Linked DNA regions of Mus musculus: region 1 is linked to region 2. A link is a contact called in public ChIA-PET data. All regions are on one chromosome and are shown on one strand. Each heading gives the region's core, a stretch centred on a gene start, on an enhancer-like site or on the middle of the called end of the contact. The rest is flanking DNA. Distances are from core to core; before and after follow the strand shown.

The links. ChIA-PET counts read pairs in DNA pulled down with a chosen protein or histone mark.
Region 1: an RNA polymerase II ChIA-PET map of memory CD8 T cells shows a contact between it and region 2, with 88 read pairs. The contact joins two enhancer-like sites. A contact is called at or near these places in 2 of 39 promoter capture datasets (embryonic stem cells and liver), 1 of 15 datasets of contacts at CTCF or cohesin (large pre-B cells), 3 of 484 Hi-C or Micro-C datasets (the G1E-ER4 cell line, bone marrow-derived macrophages and embryonic stem cells), 4 of 115 datasets of contacts at active chromatin or transcription factors (the HPC-7 cell line, double positive thymocytes, embryonic stem cells and 1 more) and 5 of 9 other capture datasets (adipose tissue, embryonic stem cells, liver and 2 more).

The regions. Positions count from the first base shown.
Region 1 is chr1:127,952,572-127,955,772 of GRCm38.p6, forward strand. It overlaps Zranb3 (zinc finger, RAN-binding domain containing 3), which reads right to left. Exons shown (of 21, transcript NM_027678.3): 21 at 1,608-2,494. The coding sequence ends at 2,396. Among named protein-coding and RNA genes, the nearest start is that of Gm28800, 6.7 kb to the right of the region's middle. Within about 2 kb of position 1,525, at least 10 of the 459 cell types and tissues checked have an H3K27ac peak or open chromatin away from gene starts, as enhancers often do. A contact at or near this core is called in memory CD8 T cells, where this site is marked.
Region 2 is chr1:127,828,733-127,832,024 of GRCm38.p6, forward strand. It overlaps Map3k19 (mitogen-activated protein kinase kinase kinase 19), which reads right to left. Exons shown (of 14, transcript NM_011737.2): 9 at 1,539-1,798; 10 at 324-367. Among named protein-coding and RNA genes, the nearest start is that of Map3k19, 25 kb to the right of the region's middle. Within about 2 kb of position 1,644, at least 58 of the 459 cell types and tissues checked have an H3K27ac peak or open chromatin away from gene starts, as enhancers often do. A contact at or near this core is called in memory CD8 T cells, where this site is marked.

The DNA.
Region 1 (3,201 bases), core at 275-2,774, 120 kb after region 2:
TTAGTACATTTAGAGACTTTCCCAGAACTGTGGACTTTGATGGATTAGGTCTTTGTGTTCATTTTGGCAGGTGGTGCTGTTTACAAGCTGAGTTTACAGCCTGAATGGTACTATCATCATGGAGTCAGTTGTGCTAAGGTCTGGGGGGCCTGTTACAAAACAATCAGGCATAACTGACATCTAAGAACTCTCTCCTGAGAATTCCCACTACAGTGAATGAGGAGCAAGCCCCACTGACTGACCTACTTACACCAAAGTCTGCCAAGAAGACCACATGCTGGAGGGGAGGGGCCGTGGGCTGGGCCTGCATTTCTTGCCTGCGAACCATGATGATTGGTTACTGGAAATAAGGTGGAAAATTGCAAAAAGGCAGGTGTGCAGAGCAGGAAAGAGGCCAGACAGTGCAGGATCTGCTTTATAAGAGAGACAGCTCCACCTGACGTCACGCAATAGGTCAGTTATAGACTTGATGACACTCTGCAAGGATAGCTCACAGTGCATAAGGCTTCTACAAATAAGGTGTGACCTGGTAGCTGCTAACTAACATTAAGCATTTGACGTGGTTTGCATCCCAGTGTACACACATGGGCGCCTCTGGGGATGGAATTCCTCCTTGGATCTGAGAGTGATGCTTTTTTGATTGTCACTCTTCCTGCAGGGGACGTTGCTGGAATGGCTTCGCCCTTTCCTGTCATTATCCCTATTTTCTTTTTAAAAGGTTACTTAAATATTTTTTTCAAATTTATTATATTCATCTTTGTATGGGTGTTTTGCCTGCATGTGTAGCTATGGATAATTCGTGTGCTAGTGTCCAAGGCCAGAAGAGGGACAGTTCTGAGCTTCCACGTGGGTCCTGGGACCCAAACCCTGGCGCTTGAGAAGGACAGTTCGTGCTCTTCCCACCGAGCCACCTCTCCAGTCCATCATTAGCACGTGTCTCATTAATGTTACCATTGGGTTTGACCTACATTTAACCTTCTGGTTGTTTTTATGTGGTGAATTTTATCACTATTAGTCTTGTGTGTATGTGTGTATGGAGAACATGCACATGGAGGCCAGATGTCACTAAACCAGAAGCTTACCTCTTCCCTGGACCGTTGGCCTGGGAGCCCCAGGGATCCTTCTGTTTCTGGCTACTCGGTGCTGGGGTCACAGGTGCCACCACACCTAGGTTTTCACACAGGTTCTGTGGCTCAGACTTAAGCTATTATGCTGTGTGGCCAGCAGCTCATCAACTGAGCCACCTCCCAACCCCACTGTCACTTTATTGTGGAAACGGGGTCTTACCACATGGCCTTGCCTGACCTAGAACTCACTCTGTAGACCAGGCTGGCCCCAGACTCATAAAGATCCGCCTGCCTCTGCCTCCTGAATGCTGGAACTAAAGGCGTGCGCCACCACGATTTGTTGGCCATCCTTCTTTTTAAGAGGTAACAGAAATAAACCTAATAAAATAGGATATGGAGAAGGAGAGATGGTCCCGTGGTTAGCAACTCAGTCTGCAGCATCTGTCAGAGCTGCTGTGTGGCAGGCCTGGGAGCTACACCACCTCTGTGGGCAACTGCGCATCTCCCCCGGCCCCACAGGGATACACGTACCCATAATTTAAAAATATTTTTAAAAAATTACAAGGTTTATTGAAAGAACAGAACAAAACAAATCACTACCAGGATTTTAAAACCAGGAAACGAGGACCAGGAGACAAAATCTGTTTTGACAATTAGCCTGATTTTATACATTAAAAACAAAACAAACCATGACAGGAAACAAGGGAGCAAACAGGAAAACAGAAGCGAGGCTGTGCGGCACTGTGGTCTCTCACTTGTTCTCATGGTTACTCAGAGCACAGCAGTTGTACACAGACACCATGTGAGCTTACAATCAGTTCATTAACAAAAGCATCTCTTCAATGAAGAGGACTGGCCCAGAAATCAAGCAAGGAGGCTGCACCCCAAACATGCGCCTGAGCTGTAATCATTCCTTACTAATCATGGCTTGTCTCCAAAATGTCCCTGATTGTTCTGGAATGTTCCCTTTATACTACACAGTCCAGAAGCAATGGTGATCAAGAGCTGTCAGGTTTGCGTGAATATATTTGTCCCACACTATCCATGCCCAATGCAGTGATTAAGGTGTAGAAGGGGAAAAAAAGCGGAACAAAATCTTGCTGAAACATAATTGACAATCTTCATGAGTCAGGAAGACCCCAGAATCTTCCCATCATCCCTCAGTTTCTGTTAAGTATGTAACACTAAGAGAGCTTAGCAAAAATCTAAATTTCAGTTATTGACTTATATTTAAAAACTTCCTATTCTTAAAATACTAGACATACATGAAGATGAATTGTGACAACTGCTTCTGCCTGCAGGCCATCTGCTTCTGTTTATATCTCGCCTTACTTCTTCACCAGAAACCGGGTGATGTCTGATCCGTGCTTTGTTGCCAGAGAGAGTCGTCTCACCTGACTTCTTTCCTTGGCTTGCTGGGCAGTTCTCTAGGAGGAAGCAGATACATAGCTTAGGTTAGGGAGAAAGCTTTCTGCTGAAGCCTGGAAAAAGGCACATTATCCATATATGCAGTGCTTACCCACAGGAAATGTCCTGAGAGCCTAGGTTTACCAGTCTCAGTTATAGGAAAACATTCTTTTGGGGCAGAGACTGAAGGAATGACCATCTAGAGACTGCTCCACCTGGGGATCCATCCCATAAACAACCACCAAAACCAGACACTATTGCAGATGCCAAGAAGAGCTTGCTGACAGGAGCCTGGTATAGCTCTCTCCTGAGAGGCTCTGCCAGTGCCTGGCAAATACAGAAGTGGATGCTCACAGCCATCCATTGGACAGAGCACATGGTCCCCAATGAAGGAGCTAGAGAAAGTACCCAAAGTCTGAAGGGGTTTACAGCCCCATAGGAGGAACAACAGTATGAACTAACCAGTACTCCCAGAGCTCCCTGGGACTAAACCAACAACCAAAGAAAACACATGGTGGGACTCATGGCTCTAGCTGCATATGTAGCAGAAGATGGCCTATTCGTCATCAATGGAGAGGCCCTAGGTCCTGTGAAGGTTCTGTGCCCTGGTGTGGGGGAATGCCAGGGCCAGAAAGGGGGAGTGGGTGGGAGTGGTGGTGATGGTGGTGGTTGGGGGTTGGGAGTTTTCGGAGGGGAAAATAGGAAAGGGGATAGTATTTGAAATGTA
Region 2 (3,292 bases), core at 394-2,893:
TTTCCCATGAATACTTAGCTTCTCCATAAAGTAGTCATCCTTTTTTAAATTTTCTCCACAATATTATTGCTGAAGATTTGACTGAGAAGTTTGTGGGAGCTTGTCATTGTTGTTGAGATTTATGGATTTTGTTATTTCTTTCTTTGAGACAGAGTTTCTCTGTGTAGCCATGGCTGTCCTGGAACTAGCTCTATAGACCAGGCTGGTCTCGAACTCATAGAGATCTGTCTGCCTCTGCTTCGAGAGTGCTGGAAATTAGAGTGTGCACCACCACCACCCTTATTGTTGTTTAATGAAGTCAAACATGCTGGAACTGATCTTACCCCAGTTCTTCGGCTACTGTAGCTTATGTCAGAGGTAGGAAACTCTATAACAAAAGAAACAAGAACTGGGTGTTATTAGTAGTAGGCTGAAGAGTTCATAGATGGAGCAGGAGATATGCGGGAAAGTGTTTCAGAGTATATTCTCCCTGTGTGGTATACATAGTGCTGTGAAGTGATTTCAGAAAACCTTAGCCTAAAGCTACCAGAAGGGGTGTTATAGGTTTGTTCATTTGTTTTTGAGAGCTGGTCTCATAGAGCAGCCTACATGTAGTTAGTACCTTGAATTCCCTAGGTAGCCACGGATACCCTTAAACTTACAATCCCCCTGCCTCCACCCCCTGAGTGTTACAATTACAGGTGTGTGTCCTGCCCAGCTTAGTATGGGAAGCAAACCCAGAGCTTCGTGGATGCTAGGTAAAACTTGATCAGCTGAGCCACATGCCCGGCTCCTACACTAGCTTATTTATTTTTAGTTCATGAAATACTCTTCCCTGAAACACATACAAAATGCATTTCCTTTCCAGCCATTTGCTCCCATTGCCTTCAGTATTGTCATTATTAAGCCTATTGTTAGTCGTGTGTGTGTGTGTGTGTGTGTGTGTGTGTGGTGTGTGTATGCATGCACACGGGCACATATGTGCAGAGGCGAAGGCATCTTCATTCCATCATGTGCCTGTAGCAGTCAGAGGACACAACCATTTGGGCACCACTGTCCTCGTTTGAAACAAGACCTCTCCCTAGCCTGGAATCTGTCAAGTTGGCGAGGCTTCCGGCCATTGAGCCCCAGGGATCCTCTGACTCAGCCTCCCCTGGGCTTCGGTGACAAGCGCATGTCATCATATCTGACTTTTTTTAAAAAAACAAAAAAACAAACAACAACAACAAAAAAAAACATGGGCTTGGGGAATTTAACTCAGATCCGTGTGCTTGCAAGCACTTCACTGAGTTATCTCTCCAGCTCCACTGTAGAATTAAATGCTCAATTTAATATGTTCCCTCTTAATTGTGGTTTCCATATTTTTATAGAGATACATAAAATCATATGAGTAAATACGGCCTGAACAGAGAAGTAAGATTGTTTAGGGACAGGGAACTAACAGGAAGAAGGGGTGAGGAGAGGGAGAGCATGGAAGGATGAGGGGGCATATGCTGTCATACATTATGTACCTGTATGGATACTCTAAACGTACACGCATAAGCAAGAGCTTGACTCACCATCAGATTGCCTTTGCTGTTCTTTCAGAACACAAGGAGCCACCTCCCCAGCTGCAGATGCAGCAAGGCTTGAGTCTAAGCAAGGTCTGGGTGGTGAGAGAGCCACGTCCACACCACAGAGCTCCTCAGAACTTCCGTCTGTCTTCAGAAGTGAAGGCTGTGTGGTTAGCATCCTCCCCGTGAGGCCCACCATCTCCGCGTCATCTGGTGGAGAGACAGGATGCACTTGTTCCCGTTCCTGATGCTCTGAAGTCACCTGACTGAAAGGAGAGAGATGGGGAAAACTCATTTGCTGGTATAGTTCAGATCTCAGGGGGTCTCTCTGTGATCAAAGTTTGGTCCCTTGCATATGACGATGTCGGAGGAGGTGGTACCTAATGGCTGGGAGAATGTCTTGGAGGGGGTTCCGGCACTTGTCACTGTGTTCTCTTCATGACCACCCTGAAGGAAGCAGCCTCCTCCCCAGCCTGCTCTCCACCATGATGTGCAGCTGTCTTACACCACAAAACCAAAGCAACTGTGGAACGAACCTCTGAAACCAAACCAAATTCCTCTCTGTACACTCTCTTAAGTGTTTTGCCAGTTACAGAAAACTGATGGTACATTCCCAGTATCCTCCAGATCTGCAGGTCTCAGACCAGAGAACGTGTTGGGAAGTTAGGAAAATTGGTTCCCACGTGGTCTGGTTGAGTGGGGCTGTGGACTCCTACCAGGAGAAGTCCCCCTGCTTGTCCTGGCCTGCTCCTGCCAGCTCTGCCTTCTGGATTCAGTCCTAGTCAGTGATCCTTTCTTAGTCCCCGTTCGTGGGAACAGGAGAGTCAGACAAAACGAATTAATTAGCCAGGCCAGTACTCTCAAATTGTCTGCAATGGGAAACTGGTTTCTATTTTCATTAGCTACTTTTATTACCTTATTTTTATTATTTATTTTTTGAAACAGAGTCTTATATAATACAAGCTAGTCCCAAACTAGCTATGTAGCCAAGGATGGCATTGAACTTGGAAGCCTCCTGCCTCTACCACCCAAGTGTTAGGATTACAGGCATGCACCACCATATCCGGTTTATGAAGCACTGAGGATCAAACTCAGGGCTTCATGTATGCTAAGAAAGCCCTCTGCCTGCTGGGCTGCACCCCCAACTCCATCGTTTAGTTCTTTGAGAAAGACAGAGCCTTGCTTTTGTATAGTTAATCTTCCAAACAAAACAGCCACCATTTCCATCAGGCTGACTATTCCTGCTGGTAGGAGATCTATCACTAGCCAGTTTACTAGGAGGGTCGTGGAACCTCACCTGAGATTCTAGCTAGTCCTGCCAACCAACTGTACACAATTCTGTCCTAATTGCATGGGACCTCAGGAGGTATTAGGGTATAAACGATAAGGAAGGTTAATTGACAAAGACTCCATACCTGACTCTGGGGAAGCCAACATCGGTACTGGTTGAAGACTTTCCAATGTGGCTGCTTTGGGGTTTCCATGCTCCCATAAGCCCCTCCCCGATGCTCTCTAAGTGACCTCTGGTAGAGCCATGCTTTAGTTTGTCTTTGGGACCTTATAAGGAGGGGTAGACACTTTTTACATCTCATTGGGGAAAGAGATTTCCCAAGAGTGCCGCCTGCCCTAGAACAAGATATGTAAACCAGGCTGACCTTAAGCTTGTAGTCATCTTCCTGTCTCTGACTTTTGAATTCTAGTGCCAGAAGAAGCCATCTTACAACCTTCCAAGTCATTGCGGAGTGATACTTTTTGACAAA